2 separate regions of the Mus musculus genome follow, and region 1 is linked to region 2. A link is a contact called in public promoter capture Hi-C data. All regions are on one chromosome and are shown on one strand. Each heading gives the region's core, a stretch centred on a gene start, on an enhancer-like site or on the middle of the called end of the contact. The rest is flanking DNA. Distances are from core to core; before and after follow the strand shown.

Region 1 (2,700 bases), core at 74-2,573, 330 kb before region 2:
TAGCGTTTTTTAATGGGGCAGACTAAGATGAAGTAGTGCTCAGAGGTAGGACATGGCTTCTATAAACTAAGCCTTGGAGAGCTGGAGTGTTTCACAGCCAGCGACATCTGATTCTGAAGTGCAGATCTGTGAGCCTCAGTGTTCCCAAATGAAGTAGGATAAACAACTGTAGAGACCTGTCTGTGGTACAAACCCACTGGAAGGACGGGCAGCACAGGTTCCCTCCCAGCAGAGGAACTACGTCAGGTTTCTTCCTCTTGACAGTATCTAATTGTGTATATGGACCCCAACTACCACAAAATTCATAGGCATAAAGGGCGAAGGACAGAAACCCCCAGTGTCCCGAACCCTTGGGTTCCCTCCTGCACGTTTGGTCTGTGTCCCAGCAGAACCAAGCTCTTTTGTGCATGGTGCCAGGGATGGAAGCCACAGGGCATGCATCCTGAGGATACAGCACACCACTGAACCACCCAGCCCTCGCAGAATAGTTGACTTTTGGCATCTTCTTCCGCCCGTTTTTAAGCACTTCAGTTATACTTATTTGTGTGTGCACATGTGCCATGGTCCATGTGTGGAGGTCAGAGGGGACACCTTGCAAGAGTTGGTTCTTTCCTTCCATCATGTGAGCTCCGGGAAGCAAACCCCGGTGGTTAGGCTTGGCAGCAGGCACCTTTATCCGTCGAGCCATCTCACTGGCCCTAGATGTGAATCTACCACTTTTGAAGCAAAATGTGTGCAGCCAGATATAGTGTTTCCTGCCTGTAATCCCAGCACTTGGGGCAGAAGTGTGAGAATAGAGAGTCCAAGGCTAACCTGGGCTAAATGGTCAGACTCTGTTTCACAAGAAGAAAAAAAAAGAAACAAATTATATGTATAATCAGAAAAAGCATGGATGAGAGAAGGGAGAAAAAAGTCTTTGAATGACTCACAGACACACTGAAAATTAGAAGCTTGGACATCTTTTAACAGAGCCAGCCTGTCTTTTTGTGGTTGTAGGAGCTGGGCTCAGCAAAGAGGTTGGATGGCCTGCCAAGATCGGGGTGTTTGTGGTTTGTGTGGGGGTGGCACTAGGGCATCCTCCCTTGGGCTTTGTGGAGTACTGACCACGGAGGCTGGTAGGAATTGCCAGAAGCGGGGCCAGAGGGATGCTCACGATCGAGTCAGAGTGAGTGAGGAGCCATCTTCCTGTTTGTTGAGTGAGTGCCTGCATATACAGACCGGGTGATATTAGGAGATAAAGGTCCAAAGTCCTTATTTATGGCCTCGGGGTGGTTAATGTGTAATACTCTGGGATTATAAGCCTGACCAAGAGGGGATACCTTGAGCACAAACCTCTAGGAGCAACTGGGAGAGCTGTGGCCAGGAGCTGTCACCATGTCGGTGAGGATGCTGGCCCTCTGCACCCACTTCCTTCTGCTCATGTGTCTTTGCTAGAGTGTGTGGGTTGGGGGGTTCTGGGGTCCATTGTTTGTTTATTTATTTGTTTGTTTGTTTGTTTTTTCAAGACAAGGTTTCTCTGTGTAGCCCTGGCTGTCCTGGAACTCATTTTTTAGACCAGGCTGGCCTTGAACTCAGAAATCCACCTGCCTCTGCCTCCCAAGTGCCACCACCACCCGGCTTCTGGGGTCCATTATTGCCACCCTTCTCTTTGTGTCAGTTTCTCCCGGAGAACCAAAAAGAAAGCTGGGTTGCCAAGCTGGTGACACATGCCTTTAATCCCAGCACTAGGGAGACAGAGGCAGGAGGATCTCTGAGTTCAAGACCAGCCTGGTCTATAGAGAGTGAGCTCCAGGATAGCCAGAGCTATGTAGAGAGACCCTGTCTCTAAAACTAAAAGAAGAAAACTGGTGGATAATCTCTCAAACCCTTAGCATTGAAGCTGTCTGTCTCTCTGTCACCACCAAGTTCAGGGCCAGAACTTTCCTTTCCCTCTTTGAGGACAGCAACAGTCGTATTAATTATTACTGCCGACCTCTACTGAGTCTCATAAAGATGAGAGTTGTAGGGCAGGGGCTGGGGGAAGGGCCCAGACCAACGATATAGCATGTGCGGTGATTTAGCCAGTGCAAGGCCCTGGGTTGGAACTCCAGCACCAGAAAATATCACGCTTCCAGAGGAACTGCATGGAACAAGCTGAGTGGGTAAAGTGCTTGTCCACCATGCATATAGCCCAGGGTTTGATCTCCAGCACTGCATAAACTGGATGTGACGGCGCAACTGGCAAGCCCAGGATTCAAAGGCCAGAGGCAGGGGGATTTCTGAGTTTGAGGCCAGCCTGGTGTATATAATGAGTTCCAGCTACATACTGAGATCCTGTTGAGAGAGAGAGAGAGAGAGAGAGAGAGAGAGAGAGAGAGAGAGAGAGAGAGAATGGAAGAAAAGGAAGGAAGGAAGGAAGGAAGGAAGGAAAGAGAGAGAGAGAGAGAAAGAAAGAAAAAAGAGAGAAAGAGAAAAGGAAGAAGGGAGGGAGAGAAGTATGGAGGGAGGGAAACTGAGGCTCAAGATGAAACCATAGGTGGCTAATATCTACATATTGCAAGAGTATTGGCACACTCTCGAGAGCCTGTGTTCCGATCTGGCTCCTGTGAAGTTTCTGGTGTGACTTTGGACAAGTTGATGTCCCTCTCTCGGGCAGCTGGTTCTCCCTGATGTGTATGAGATGGGACCACATGACACTCTCTGGGGACTAGATGATAGGTT
Region 2 (2,700 bases), core at 91-2,590:
GAATGCTGCTCCGGCAGGGCCACACAGAGCCATGCCAGTGTGAGCTTTGTGGTGGCCCTTATAGGGCTATCATCCCCCTCTCTGCTTTCTTCTGCCAATGTATTCCTGACTGGACCTGAGAACTCCAAGTCATTTTGGGAGGCAGCACCAGACTAGAAGAATCTGGCGTCCTCTCAACTTGGATTTCGCTCTGCTATGTGACCTTGTACCAAAGGCTTGATCTCCCTGGGCCACAATGTCCCTGATTAAGGGATGGGATTAGATCATCTCTGAGGCTCGTTCCAGGCCTAGTCTTGCTGTTGGATTGTCTGCCTAAATGCCCAGGAAGCCTGAACCCAGAGACAGCCCTGTCAAGGACCCTAAGAAATAGGGCTGGTATACTTTTTTATTTTTTATTGAAGTCCCAGACCTAAATCTATCCCCTAAGCAGTGGGCTAGAGAGTAATACCACTGCCAAGACCCTCTAGCTGCTAACCTGGAGAGAGGCTGGAGGTGGGGCTAGGAATAATAAATCTAAATACTTTTGAGGACCAAGGTTCCCCAGAGAGGTGAAACCTAGCTCAGGCAAGGAGGTATCCAGCAAAACTGAAATAACAGGTCGCCAAGGGTGAGGGACATTTTACAGGAATTGCACAGGGTTTCCGACCTCCAGGAAACCAGGGCTAGGAGCCAGGGCGGTGGTCTTTGCTAAACATTCCCCAGTTTGCCCAGGAGGAAACTGAGGCAGGGTTTTGCCTAGTCCCAGGGCACACAGGCTGCCTCCCCCAGCTCCACCTTGAACATGTTGGGGGTTATACTTCTGTAAGGGAGCTGGCTTTAGGAGAGTCAGTGAAGGCAGGATTCCAGGTGGGGAAGAAGGAATAAGCCATCTTTGGTCCAGCATGAATGGTAGGGGCAGAATCCCTGAACACCTCCGGCAGGAGAGGCAATGCTCGACCATGTTGCTGGGTGTTAGGACCAGGATTTATACCTATGGAGGATGGGTACCAGTGGCTCATGCCACTCAGTCTCTGTAGCTCTTGGCAGATGGCTCTTGGGCTCAGACTAGATCCGGGCTGCCTCCCTTTTCCTGAGTAATGCAGAGCCCCGCCCCCTCTCGTGCAGCCTCCAATTTCCAGGCGGAGTCTTTCTAGGCTCTTGATGCTCGTCCTGTCTAACTCCCAGGGCATTTGACTCAAACAGGTCCCCAGCGCTGGGCCAGGGCCACAGATGCCCAAGGATGTTAAAGATCCAAGTCTCCCAGTACCTCCGAGGCAGAGCCCCAGGCTGGAGGGGCGGGAGCAGGAGGAGGGGACTGGGAAGCCAGCTCAGCGTGCTCCCTCCTCCCTCCCTCCCTCCCTCCATCCCTCCGCCCTCCTAGCTCAGTCGTAGGCCTAGGGGTCGGGCCTGCAACAAGTTATCATCACAGACATGGGCCAAGGAGCCAGAGGCCGTCCGGGGTCTGTGAGTTGAGCTTGAGGCCGCAGGATGAGGGTGAGTGGCTGGTGGCCTCTCTTCTTCTGACTGGGATGGGGGTTGGGGTCACAGTCTGAGATTCCTCTGTTCCCCTCTTTCTGGCAAGCACATAGCTCTTTCCCTCTCGCCTAGCCAGCTCATTTGGAAGATCTGCCACCCTGCACTGCTGGCCACCCTGCACTGCTTCTGGTGTTTACCTGCCCCTGCAGGGACTTCCTCACCACCCACCCACCCCCAGCCACTAAGCCCCGCCCATCTGGATGATAAGGTCGGTAGCCCAGCCTCCCACCAAGAGGCTCTGGCATTTTAGGTGAGGTGGTGGGGACCGGCAAGACCCCTCTATGGTTGGTGTGACCCCCACACTTGGTACTGCCTGGCCCCTCTCCTAGCACCCAGCCAGGGATCCCAGCTGCAGTTAGTCCTGTTTCTAGGGAGAGGGCCCTGCTTCCTGCTTCCTGCCCCAAAGCTCCAGTTCTGTGTCTCTGAGCATCTGACTCCCAAGGGACCAGACCGGTAGGAAACAAAAATGTCTCCAAACCATGCTGACTCTCCGGAAGTTCTTTGCCTTTCAAGCCATAGACTCTAGAGTGAGGTCTATACAGGAAGAGGAAGGAATGGGCACTTTGAAGTCTTTGACAAACTGGGCAGTTTCCCCCGAGTGTAAGTCGCCCATATTGCCTGGCAAGGAAGACATGTTGGCGGCTTGTGTGAATGAAAGAGGGGCTAAGCTGCAATCACTAGGTCACATGACCACCAGGTCACGTGTTTGTGAGTTATTCGGATTTCCTTCACAGGGTGGGCACATCTATGGTCAGAATAAAGTATGTGTGTGTGTGTGTGGGGGGGGGGTGTTGCTGCGACCTGTAGTTGAGAATAGGCGTGGAGTTGGTCTCTGAGGGAATTCCCTGCCTGTGGAGCAGAACTAGCAGGCCCCAGCAGTATGATCATTCCAGAAAGGGGGTGTCTATGAAGACACCTCCTGTTGTCACCCCAATCCCTAGAGAGAAGGCTCTGAGCTTCTGTCCCTTTAAAACATAGTCCCTCTTCATAGCCTTTCAAGAAGTAATCATTTTACCTTCTCAGCCTGTATTAACCACAGAAAAATATTTTTGAATTTGTACTAAATGTTAAGAGGAACAAAAAGGAAATAAACAAAGAGACGCCAAGAGGTGTAAAAACCAGTCTGGTTTCAATAGCAGTTTCTGATCTGTGATCATCGGGTAGTGCCAGCCCCCGAGCCTGTCA

What was found. Promoter capture Hi-C pulls out the DNA fragments that hold promoters and counts their contacts.
Region 1: a contact with region 2 is called in a promoter capture Hi-C map of hippocampal neurons, with 3 times the contacts expected there. The contact joins the promoter of Lgals2 here to the promoter of C1qtnf6 in region 2. A contact is called at or near these places in 9 of 39 promoter capture datasets (3T3-L1-derived adipocytes, the C10 cell line, cranial neural crest and 6 more), 3 of 484 Hi-C or Micro-C datasets (the N1E-115 cell line, cortical neurons and memory CD8 T cells), 1 of 115 datasets of contacts at active chromatin or transcription factors (embryonic stem cells) and 5 of 9 other capture datasets (adipose tissue, embryonic stem cells, liver and 2 more).

Annotation. Positions count from the first base shown.
Region 1 is chr15:78,854,152-78,856,851 of GRCm38.p6, reverse strand. It overlaps Lgals2 (lectin, galactose-binding, soluble 2), which reads left to right and starts at 1,323. Exons shown (of 4, transcript NM_025622.3): 1 at 1,323-1,380. The coding sequence starts at 1,375.
Region 2 is chr15:78,528,291-78,530,990 of GRCm38.p6, reverse strand. C1qtnf6 (C1q and tumor necrosis factor related protein 6) reads left to right here and starts at 1,340. Exons shown (of 3, transcript NM_028331.5): 1 at 1,340-1,473. The coding sequence starts at 1,468.